2 separate regions of the Gossypium hirsutum genome follow, and region 1 is linked to region 2. Evidence: chromatin contacts called from public Hi-C data. All regions are on one chromosome and are shown on one strand. The core of a region is the stretch at or near the end of the contact, and the rest is flanking DNA. Distances in the headings are between cores, read along the strand shown.

What was found. A called contact is a pair of places that touch in the nucleus more often than the background predicts.
Region 1: a Hi-C map of leaf shows a contact between it and region 2, with 4 times the contacts expected there. The contact joins the promoter of LOC107895236 here to the enhancer-like site in region 2. A contact is called at or near these places in 15 of 34 Hi-C or Micro-C datasets (callus, cotyledon, hypocotyl and 3 more).

The regions. Positions count from the first base shown.
Region 1 is chrA13:97,591,897-97,597,983 of Gossypium_hirsutum_v2.1, forward strand. LOC107895236 (increased DNA methylation 1) reads left to right here and starts at 2,899. Exons shown (of 9, transcript XM_041085371.1): 1 at 2,899-4,069; 2 at 4,350-5,635.
Region 2 is chrA13:97,519,711-97,526,237 of Gossypium_hirsutum_v2.1, forward strand. It overlaps LOC107895237, which reads left to right. Exons shown (of 7, transcript XM_041084800.1): 6 at 1-231; 7 at 436-1,226. The coding sequence ends at 669. Among protein-coding and RNA genes, the nearest start is that of LOC107895237, 6.4 kb to the left of the region's middle. Within about 2 kb of position 2,086, at least 2 of the 9 cell types and tissues checked have an H3K27ac peak or open chromatin away from gene starts, as enhancers often do. A contact at or near this core is called in cotyledon and leaf, where this site is marked.

The DNA of each region.
Region 1 (6,087 bases), core at 1,649-4,148, 73 kb after region 2:
TGCTTATGCTTTAAATGTGGTTGAAGACATAGATGCGAATTAAGAGCCATCTAATTATTCTGAGGTGGTTAGCTGTGAAGACTTAGAAAAGTAGATGTTTGCTATACAAGAGGAGATTGAATCACTCCACAAAACAGAACATGGGATTTTGTGAAACTTCCTAAAGGTAAAAAATGTGTTCGTTGTAAATGGGTGTTTAAAAAGAAAGAAGGGACTCCAAGAGTTAAAGAACCCAGATATAAAGCAAGGCTTGTTGCAAAGGGTTACAGTCAAATTCCTAGAGTGAACTTCACAGATATGTTCTCCCCAGTTGTTAAACATAGTTTGATTCGAAATTTGCTTGGTATTGTGGCCATGGATGATTTGGAGCTTGATCAGTTAGATGTAAAAACTGCAGTTTGCATGGAGAACTTGAGGAGGATATTTACATGCAACAACCAGAGGGTTTTACAGTCCCAGAAAAATAGGACTATGTTTACTTGCTGAAAAAATCCCTTTACAGTTTGAAACAGTCACCAAGATAGTGGTACAAGAGGTTTGATTCCTTTATGACTTCTCATAATTTCAAAAGAAATAGTTTTGGCAGTTGTGTTTACTTTAAGAAAAAACAGTGATGGTTCTTTTGTGTATCTACTTCTTTATGTTGATGACATGTTGATAGCAGCAAAAGATAAAAGAGAAATAAGAAAGGTCAAAGCCTAACTAAGTGAAGAATTTGAGATGAAAGATTTAGGACCAGCAAAGAAGATACTTGGTATGGAGATTCTTAGAGATAGAAAAGCAAGTAAATTGTACCTAAGTCAGAAGGGGTACATTGAAAAAGTTCTTTTTAGGTTCAATATACATAGTGCTAAGCTTGTTAGTACTCTTTTAGCAGCCCATTTTAGACTTTCATCGATTTTGTCTCCACAATCAAATAATGAGATTGAGTACATGTCACATGTTCCATACTCTAGTGCAGTGAGATCTCTCATGTATGCTATGGTTTGTTCGCGTCCAGATTTATCATATGCAGTCAGTGCAGTTAGCAGATACATGGCGAATCCCTATAAAGAACGCTGGAAAATAGTTCAGTGGATTTTAAGATACTTACGAGGTACTACTGATGTTTGCTTACAGTTTGGAAGAACTAGAGATGGAGTCATTGGGTATGTTGATGCTGATTTTGCTGGAGACCTTGATAGAAGAAGATCTCTCACAGGTTATGTCTTTAAAATCGGAGGTTGTGCAATCAGTTGGAAAGCCACTTTTCAAACTACAGTCGCTTTGTCTACCACTGAAGCTGAGTACATAGCAATTACTGATGCTTGTAAAGAAGCTATCTAATTGAAGGGACTCTTTAGTGAACTCAATGAAGACCTTCAAATCAGTACAGTATTTTGTGACAGTCAGAGTGCAATCTTCCTTAAAAAAGATCAAATGTTTCATGAGAGAACAAAACATATTGATGTTCGGTATCATTTTGTTCGTGATATAATTGCTTGTGGTGATATTGTTGTGAGCAAAATTAGTACTCATGAAAATCCTGTAGATATGATGACTAAGTCACTGCCTACAACCAAGTTTGAGCATTGCTTAGACTTGGTTGGTGTTTATTGTTGAAGTTAAACCCTTAAGGAGTTTTATGGAAGAGGTGGAGAACTATCGTTGAGAGTTCGCGATGAAGAACTTGTTCATTGAGAATTCGTGTCAAGGTAGAGATTGTTAGAATTAAGTGACCCGGATCATTATTTAAATAAAATACAATGGTAAAATAAAATAAAAGTAAAATCCATATAGAACTACACTTTTTTATTTTGTTTTAGAATAAGGTTTTTTAAACCTTATTAAACTCCGTCTATTTTATACTGATTAGAATAAGGTGTTTCACTACACTCCTATTAGAATATGGCTTTACAAGCCTATAAATAGACATAATCTATTCTTCTTGTAATAATTCAAATTTGACATAGTAAATTTTCTTCTCCTTTGCCAGTGGTTTTTTCCCTAAAGGGTTTCCACGTAAAAATTTGTGTGTTTTTTATTTTATTTTATTTTTTCACACTAATGTTGGTAAAGAGGATTAAATAGGAAAAAATATCCTCACCGAAGGTATTTTTCTTAATTGAATCTTAAAGCTCAATGGAAAACCACAGTCGCAAGGCAATAGAAATGCCTCAACTGAATCAAAACATTATTATCCAAACAGACAATTGTGGTGCGTTTGGAGTTTGGGGTTTGTGATTTGGGATTTGAGGTTTGGGGTTTGAGGTTTATGGTTTGGGGTTTAGAGTTTGGGGATTAGGGAATCTCAACTTATCGGAGCTAAAGGAGCATCTAAAGAAGCCTAACTTAGGGAAAAGAGTATTGTTTAGATATTAATTTTTAGGTTAAGCGTTTTTTTAAAATAGACTTAATGGTTTAACTAATGATTTGATTAACGAAAGTACCAACTTGGAAAAAAAATAGTTTAGTACCATTTGTGACAAATAAAATTTAAATATTAAGATGAAAAAAAGAGCACAATTTAAGTACTAATTTGTGGATTAAGCAAACCATAATCCTTATTCTTTGCGTTCTAGACCTCTTCTAACACGAACTCCAAACTCAAGAAATTATTATATGTGGGGAAAAATATTATATGGGTTATACTCCATAGCTCTTTATTACAAGAAACATGAGAAATTATTTGTCATAAAAAGATTATACGTGTTATAGCTATTCGTTAAGTAGTCCTAAGGTCTCACACCCTAAGATAGAGCCCACACCATTAAAAAAGTTCAAAGGGTATCACGGTTATTCTAATAAAAATACCGTAAAATCAATTACAATCTCATTCTAAACTCATCAAGTCACATTGGGCTCCGGCTCAGACTCGGACAAAGCCTTTTTCAATACTACGCAATATAAAATTAATTGCTAAAACTCTATTCTAATACCAACTCAACATTCTCGGACCACTAAACCTAGCAGCTCTGGTGTGCCCGTTCCTAGGTAACTTCAATGTTATAACAATATGAAAACCTGGTTTTCCCCTCTGGACCATCCACCAACCTGGTTTTTGGATCCTCGACTCCAGCTGTTTCATCGCGGTGTTCTGCTTTCAAATGTCTTAGCTAAAACTACCATCATCTTTTTTCCTTTTTTCTTTGATGCTCGTTGCCCGCCTTCACTTCGCCTCACCAGTACTTACTACTTACTGCCTACTTGGCTTTACCAGGTCTGGGGATTCCATTAATTGATGGGTTTCTTTAGTTCTCCTTGGTGGTTTGGATGGCTCTTTTTATGCCCAATAGTTCTTTTGTGGCATGTTTCACAGCTCTTGTCTCCAACCTCAAAATGGGGAACTCAGCCACTGCAGGGTCTATCTTCTCAGGGTATTTTATAGCTCAATATAGGATGCCAAGTTACTGTATTTTCATACATTATACTAGTTTGTTTGTTCAAGTTATTGAAATAATTTGAAGGGAAAAAATGCAATAGTATAATTCAAATATAAACTGTATTTTGCTAGTTCAAAGGGAATAGATTTCGTTATTGTTTTTATCGAAATGTATCACTGCAAATATTATTGGCATAATATAATATAAATCTTATTTAGTTAATTTGAAAGGATTATTTATGTATACAAGCCTTATTTTGGTTAATTGGAACGGTTTTTTATTTGTACATCTAAAATGGTAAGTAAAAATGCAATAATAATAAGGCAATTACAAAAGCGAAGTGGAAAGAGAGAAGAAGTACAAATGACATGACATATAAACTTACATGGAAGAATTTTCTTATTTTTATTTTTATTTTTTTCCGCCATTGCCATCTGTTACATTATGGAGCACTATTCGGGTTTTCCAAAGCCACTTCAGTTTTAAAACTGGGGGCTTCCTTTATATTTTAAACTGATGAAGCCAAATGCAAAAAGGAAGCCTGTTTTGTTTTTTTTGTTTTTAATATCTATATATTAAGATTCTCTCTCTCTCTCTCTTTTTTCTTTTTGTTTTTTTAGATGAATATGTTTCAGTTTTTCAGCTCTTCAACCCTAAATTGAAGTTTGTTCTTCTTTTGCATGTTGATCAGGACATGCATTATAAAGGTGAGCTCTATTTTTTTTTTGATAAAATTTTGAAATTTTGGGCGTTTGGCATTGGATTTCTGGGTTTTGATCTGAATCTTGTTTGCTTTTCTGGGTCCTGGAAGGATTTTCATTTCAGTTTGCATTTCCGGTTATGTTTTTTAATTAGTTCAGGTTATATATGTTTGATATGCATAATAAATTGGGATGAAAAATGAACAATTTTAGCTAAAACGTAAAAGAAATTCAAGTTTAATTGCAACCATAGTTTTTTAATTTTCATCAATTTCTTTTGAGGCAGGTGAAATTAGGAAGGGTTCAATGATGTTCTTATAAGATAAACATTGTTAATTTTTATTAGAGGAAAGCGGGCTGCAGATACTGAGAATGAGCATTTTGATTTTCTACTTACCAGTGCAAGTACATTTATCTATTGATTGTGTTCTGAATTTGGATTTTTGTTCTGGTGAGAGTATGAGTATTTCGATTTTCTTTATTTTCTGTTTCTTTTGTGATGGCTTGTTTTCGCATGAGCTGAAAGTAGCAGTTGTTAGTTTTGAAATGTAGGCAAATATACTGTTTCATAATTCCATGCATGATAATGGTGATAATGATCCAATATTTCTGTTATATCTGGCTAGAAAAAGTGAAAAAGAAAGGAAAAGACATCCAAGTATAAAGTTGGAGTTGAACTTCTTTGTGTCAAATTGAATCATCCCGCATTTTTTGCGGTCACTTGGTCACTGAAAGAAGTTTGTCGCTTTATCAATCTTCTACATCTAGTTTCGTTTTGAGTAGAAAGAAAAGAAGAGAGATGTCGATTGGGGAAGGCTTTAAAAGCTTCATGAAAGAGTATATAGTTTAAACTGTATATTAAGTTAATAATACAGTTAAACTTTTGAAATCTTTAAGTTCATAATACATGAAAAAGCTTTAAGAAGCCTTCAATGGAATGATTTGCATATTTTTAGAAGTCATTTGAAATCTTTATGTATGTCACATTGATAACCAGTACGGTGCTGCCACATTCCATATTGGGAGATAATGGACCCTATGGAAACTTAAAAATAATTGGTATTGATTGAGTGCTATCATCATTCATATAAATATCAACTGCTATCAAACAAGTGGAAAGGTAGGTGCATTTATAACTTTTTCTTTGAAGCCTGTGTCACTTGACAGTTATATTTCTGTTACAGGCAACGTGATCTCCACATTTGGCATATCCAAAGAGAGAGAGACACGTGTTAATGTTTCCGAACCCATCATTTTAATTTAACAAAAATTTTTGCCACTTCTTCTGGTTTTAATCTTGTGCATATGACATGGAGAAGTCAAGGAGGAATTAGGTTATGGCTAATCATTATCTATGTATACTTTGATGGTCTGTTGTTCCCTATGCTGCCTGGTGGAATGCAATCATTCCTCAAGCATAGCTGTATCTTTACTGCATGTCTATTGGAGCTCATACACTTTCCTTTTTTTGTGGTTATATGGACTCATCAGCAAAAGAGTCTTCTATAAGTGGAGTCTTTGCATACCACTGGAAGTGGATGGGATCCTACTTTGCTTGGTCTTGTGTTAAAGGTTAGTTGATGGTGCCATTGACAAACATATTTTAAAAGTAAGAACAAGATGGGGGGGAAATAATGTTGTTTACTTATTTATTTTTGTTTGTTGTTTTTTTTCCGCGTGCCTTAGCTATTGTTACTTTTCTCTTTATTGCACTGGTGTTCTGAAAAGACATACTGTTTGCTGATACCATGAAGCCTTTAGTTCATTTGAGAATGTATCAATGTACGTTTCCCTCTCTTCTTTTTTTTCTAAAAGCACACATAAGAAAGAGCAAAGAATGCAGATTACTTAAGGAGTTCATGTTTTCAATTAGTGATTTGGCATTACTCTGGTTATAGCTAGTCATAAATCTGATATCCAAATGGTTATGGCAAGGGAAAACCCTGTCTTTGGAAATAACAATTTTAATATTTCATCCGAACATCATGGTCTGCAACTAGTTGGTGGCAGTCTGTTGTTCTTAA
Region 2 (6,527 bases), core at 836-3,335:
GTTCTTGAACAGCTACAGTGGGCTGCAGAGAAGGCCAAGGGAAAAGAGATAGCCAAGGTAAGAGTGGAAAAAGCAAGAGCAGAAAGGATAGCAAGGATTGTTCAAAAGAGAAAAGAGCAGGAAGAGAAAGAGAAAGCAAGAGAACTGAAGAGAACAATGAAAGAAAAAGCAAGGCAAGATGAGAGTGTGGCAGAATCCCAAGGAATGAAACTCAAGCAGAGATTACAAATGGTAAGAAACCTCAGAAAGATTGCCAGAGAATGCATAAAATTGCCTGAATATGTGCTATGTTCTCATGGTTGTCATTCTATTGAATTAGAGACAAGTAGCTTGCGAAGGGCTTGTGTTGATAGAACTAGTATTAGTATGTAATGAGTCACTTATTTCCATGGTTCCTTAACTTATTTTCTCTATGATAATAACTTCTATCCTTAGATCCGCAAGAAGAAATCCATAAGCAGTCAATTCAGTATTAATGGAGACACATCTCATATCCCAGCTCTGGAGAAATTAAATATAGAGCTTATAAAGAAACAGAAAATGCAGAGTGAAGTTTCACTTGCAGAGCAGATCAAAGCAGCCAAAAGCAGAAGAGCAGAACCAATTTCTGCAAAGATTCTGGCAGTCTCATCATCCTTTGTTTCATATAATGCAAGACTAAAAGAGTAAGCTCCAAAGATGTTTGTTCCTGTAAAAAAAATCAAAGCATGGTATGTCAGGCAGAAGGTGATTTTCCCTTTACTAGCTTCTATTACTCCTTTCACTGATAAGTTTAATCAATGGTTTCATTATCACATTTGCAGAGGAAGTGACTCTAATCCATGAAGAAAATTTTGATCAAAGTGATCATTGACTTGCTTTGTTCCTGCTCTTGCTTTCATATTTTACCAGTTATGTTCGGTCTTTTACTTTTCTGCTCTCCTCACAAGGTAGCCTAGTGGATGCCTTTGCACTTGGAGCTTTTGCCTCTCATCCGATTACCATATTCAGATTCAAACCGGAGCAATCCCTGATGTCTTCTTTTTTTTTGGAGATATGAAGTTTTGTGTTGCTTCCACATGATACTATGAAACTAGTATGTATATCTAAACTCACAGTAAATCCTGTTAGGTATTCTTCAATACGGTTCTACTCTTTTGTGATGTCATTACACAGTAGTTTACAAACACATTCCATTGATTTGTATCATTTTTGTTATCAAATGGTATGTTACGATTTCTGATTTATGCCCAAGTTTTACACAGTTATCATATCTACAAATATTGAAGAAATCTGAAAAACTATTGGGATTCAAGGAATACTTCCAAACATCATATTGTAAGATGCATGCCCTCTTCTCGGTGCAAACAAGTCATTGCAAACTTGGCAAGGTAATAGAAGATTTTGAATGCTCCGTCTCAAGCCAATTTCACATTTCCGCGGTCAAAGCTGAAGATGAGATCTCCATAAAAGAAAACGGGATGTTTTTAATTTCCTAGACCCTATAGCTTTTTATTATTTTATTATTATTATTATTATTATTATTATCAAACTAAGGTTCCATACTAAGTCCGTAGGCATCAAATTTCAACAGAGCCTCAATACAAGCTGGGGTTCCCTACAAATACACAAAAGATCCCTACTATGAAAGGTGTTAGAATTTTCCTGTTGAAAGCTGCTCCATAAACGAGCTAATTTGTTCGCACACTGGTTCCCCCCTCTATATATGTGCCTGAGTGCGATCGAGACAAATTTAGACATTAGTGACTTGCAGTCATTAACAAGTGTAGATAAAGCAAAGATTATTAGCCTCAATATTAGTAATGAACTTAACAACAATAACACCACTTTCAACTTCAATACACTCAATGTTAAGCTGCAAAGCTAAAGTTAACCTGTCTCTAATCGCCTATAATTCAGCCTCTATACTAGTAGCGCTTACCTATTCACCTTTCTCGTTTCTAATAATGGTTCCAGCCCTTACCTTACCTAGGTTACTGATGGGAGAACCATCGGTATTAAGTTTGAAAACACCTGGAGCAAGGGGCATCGAAGAGACATGGAGAGTGTGGGAGTGGTTGGCATTTAAGTCTGCCAGCAATGGCAAGGTACCCCCCCGCCTTATTGATAACCTTATTCTCTAGACACTGTTGACTATACTTTGATTTGAAGATGATAGCATCGCGCAAAAGCCAAATTTCCCAAAAGAAAAAAAAAGCAAAAAATAATATCCAGTGATTTTTGTGGTAATCTTTTTGCTTACATACTAACCTTCAACCACTCACAGGGGCGAAGCCAGAACAAATTTTTAGTGGGGGCCAAATGAAAATTTAATTTTTTATAATCTATATTTTTATAATTTTTAAAAGATTAAATCAAATTTCTATAATTTAGGGGGTTAAAGTACAATTTTACCTTTACTAATTTAAAATTTTAAAAAAAATTCAATGGCCTAAATATAAATTTTCCATTTTTTTGGGGAGGGGGCCAGGGCCACTGCCAGCCCCCCTTGTATCCGCCTCTGACCACTCATTCCATGTGAGACTGGTTTGGGTGTTATCAAGACCTTTAGTATACAATACCGTCCAATACTTTGTGCTCATAGCATAGTGCTAAAACAAACGTTCCACTACTTCCGAATGAGTCTTGCACAAAGGACTAAGGTCCTCAACTTACATTCCCCTTTTACTGAGAAAATTTGAAGTTAGGAGAATCACGTGATTACATTCCCAGAGAAAAAAATGATTTTCGGTGGAATTTTAGTCTTCCATAACCACTGCCAATCACCGAACTTTGGGGTAAAGTTAGCCTTAGTTTGTTGCATAGTGTAGTGACACGTAGTATCCATGTTAAAGTGGTCATTGTTAGACAAGCCCCAGTTTCTATTATCCTCCAAACCCTCAAGAAAAGAAAATAAGAGGCTAACCAAATTATTCATGATATCCTTTCAGAGAGTGAAAGAAAAAAGAGTGATTTGGTGGTCCTTCAAGCCCTTACAAACCTCTTTAAAAGTCATGTTATCTTCTTCAACAATTAAAGGACCCTAGATTAACTTACGAAAAGGTCCCTCCCCAAGCTAATTGTCCCGTCAGAATTTAGTATTCCTGCAGTTACGGATCTACCATTTCATCCCTTGTTGGAGCATTGGCCCTATTTTCATAATGGCTGCTCAGGTGATAGAAGAGCCCCTACTAGATTTCAAACATTCTCTTTCACTGATGTATTTCTCATGCAACACTTGAGCCTAAGGTTTTGTTTTTCCTATCAGGAGACGCCAACCTAATTTCAAGATATATGCTTGATTTTTAATTTGAGTTGGCCATATACCAAGTCCCCCTTCTTTATTAGGCATTGCTACTTGACCCTAATTGAAAAGATTGATTCGTTGATTTGATCCAAGTCGTCCTACAAAAAGTTGCGACTGATTTTATCAAGACCATTGCAAACGCTTATTGGGAGGAAACGACATTGCATATAATAGTTCAGAATGATAGCCAAAGTTGAGTGAATGAGAGTAAGTCTAACCACATGGGATAGGCAATTACTTTTCCACATGCCAAGTTTCTGACTCATATTTTCAACGGTGAAGTTATAGTTACTTCGACACATCTTGCCATGGTGAATGGGAAAGCCCAAATATTTTCCTAATAAGGTGCTACCTTGGAATTTAAAAGTTCCTAACACCATACCTTTTGTTGTTGAACCTTATTATTCGAGAATAGGATCCTCAATTTCGCGATGTTCACTTTTTACTCTAATTGCACGAAAAAGGAATCCAACACATCTGCAATGGCTTCCACAGTCCTGTTATTTGTCTTAGCAAATAAAATAACATTGTCAGCAAAAAATAGATGGGATAGTATGAGACCTCTCCTAGAGGAGTTTACGTCTTTCCAATGGCGATTCTCCACAACGATATTGATTTAGAGTTTAGATATTCCATACAGAGAATAAAGATATAAGGTAAGAGAGGATCGCTTTGGCGAATACCCTTGGATGGCTTAAAGTTTTCAAGTCTACCTCCATTTAAAAGAATGGACATTGTAGAAGTCATGATGTAGTTAAGGATGAGATCAATCTAATTTTTAGGAAAGTTAAAGTAGTAGAGAACTTTTCTTTTCCACTCAAGTCTATCATAGGTTTTTTTTCATGTCAAATTTAATGATCATTGAGCTAGTTTTCCTTTTTAACTTACGAAAAGAATAGATCATTTCTTGGAAAATGATCACATTGTCAGTAGTTTGATATCCTTTAATGAAACTACCCTGGATAGGGGAGATCAATTTATTAAAGAGCGGTGTAAGTCTGAGTACCAAAAGTCTAGTGACAATTTTGTAAATATTATTACACAGACTAATTAGTCTATATTGAGACAACATCGTAGGGTTATTTATCTTAGGGTTAAAGGTGATAAGGTTTTCATTAACCTCCGTAAGGAATTTTCAGGAATCAAAGACCCCTTTTGTCTTTAATCATCTCCCAAAACTTTTGGTAGAACAAGGGGTGCATGCCATCAGTATTAGGGCTTTATAGGGATTACATGAAAACACCGCTTAGTAATTTCATCCACTGTCACATCCCTATCTAAGACTAGGCAGTTTGCCACACTTAAAGTAACCCAACGAAATTGTGTAGGGTTATTTAGGTAAGGGGAATACATCCTATCTGTTGTGTAGAGCTTAAGAAAGTAGGGTTGGAAAATTTTACAAACCTTTCCCCCATTCGACTCCTACGCTCTTTCACTATTATTAATCCCATCGATCTTGTTGAAGCTATGACGTTTGATGGTATGAAGATGAAAAAATCTAACATTTCTTTCCTCATCAATTAACCAAATAACCTTAGATTTCATAGCCCACAAGTCTTCTTCATATTTAGGGATCAATTGATGCTCTTCAGTAAGAAAGGCTTAGAGTTTAAGGAGGAAATCATTTGGATCATGCTCTAAGGCTTTCTCGATACCACTAAGCCAAGCAAGAAGTTCATTTTTTTATAATAAAAAAATCAAGAGATACGATTCCAAGAAGTAAGTTTAGTGGCTAGGACCTTTAGTGTATTGGGGAGATTAAGTTACTTGAATGCCAAACTTGAGCAAGAATTTGGTTAAACTTTGGTTGATCAAGCCACATTTTTTGGAAACAAAATGGCCTATCCCAAATGCGAAAAGGCTAATCACAAAATTTAACCAATACCAGTCTATGGTTTGACTTAGTCATGTGAAGATGGGTAACAGTGGCATCCTTGAATACCAAACACCAGTTAGAATTAGCAAAAACCATGTCAATTTTCTCCTGAATTAGTCGACTTACCAATTTTAAGTTAGACCAAGTGAATCTTGGGCCTTTAAATCCAAGATCCATAATTTCGTAGTAGTTTAAAACCTCATAAAATATTCCTTCATTCTACTAGGTGACTGCTTGCTTTGGCATGCATGCACTGGGGCTGAGAGTCAACACTACAACAATTAATAATATTGCAGTATTTACAAGTGTGATATGTCAATTTTAGTATTTGCAATGTCAATGGAACACTAGAGTATTCCAAGGATCGAGCCCAAATGAGTTAGTGATTTAATGATTCCTACTCGACAAGCATGCAATGAATGAGGCTAGCTAGCTAAATGTAACACCCTTAACCCGTCTCCATCCTCAGATTAGGGTTACGGAGCATTACGGTACAATCAGAAACCATTTATCTTCATAACATTTAATAAATTAGTCTCAATCAGAATCATATCAAACATATACGTTTGATCCCTAAATCGAGCCTTCGAGACCCAAAAAAAAATAGCTTAGAAGCAATTTAGGACTAATTTGGAACAAAACAGAAGTTTTAAGAAAAATGTGCAAAAATGTGAAAATAAGGGTCACACGGCTATGTGGCCAGGCTGTGTGACAACTCCCAGGTCGTGTAACAATCTAACAAAGGGAAACACAACCGCGTCCCAGCCTGTGTCCTCACCCGTGTAACTCACTGATTTGAAACATTAAGAAATTTCAACTGACACACGACTGTGTCGCCAGGCCGTATGGTTTATAATTTGACCCTAAATCCATGCCATTTCAAGGCCAAATTACACGTAGTCATCCATATCATTTGAGCATACATTCAAGGGATTTAAAATATCATTCACATACACCTAACATACCATTATAAACATCCCAAATCATCTAACCAATATGCCATTCAAAGGCATAACAATTATACCAGAACATCAACAACCAAATCAAGTCAATATAACCATACCTTAAGCACAAAACCTAGTTCATTTATCTATCAAAAGACATATCAAATGACCATTTACATGTCATAAGCCATCAAAAACATACCAGAAGGGTCTTATGTACAAGCACTTAAAAGTAACTAAAATGACATAACTTGGCAAGGCATTAAAGTTCATCAAACCAAACATAACTTCAAAAGTATAAACATGCCAAAACATCAATTACACATTCAAGAAATATCATTACAAATATCCTATACATGCCATTATTAACCTTGGCCAAATATACTAAAAAACTACTCAAATGACTGCTGGATAGTGTGAT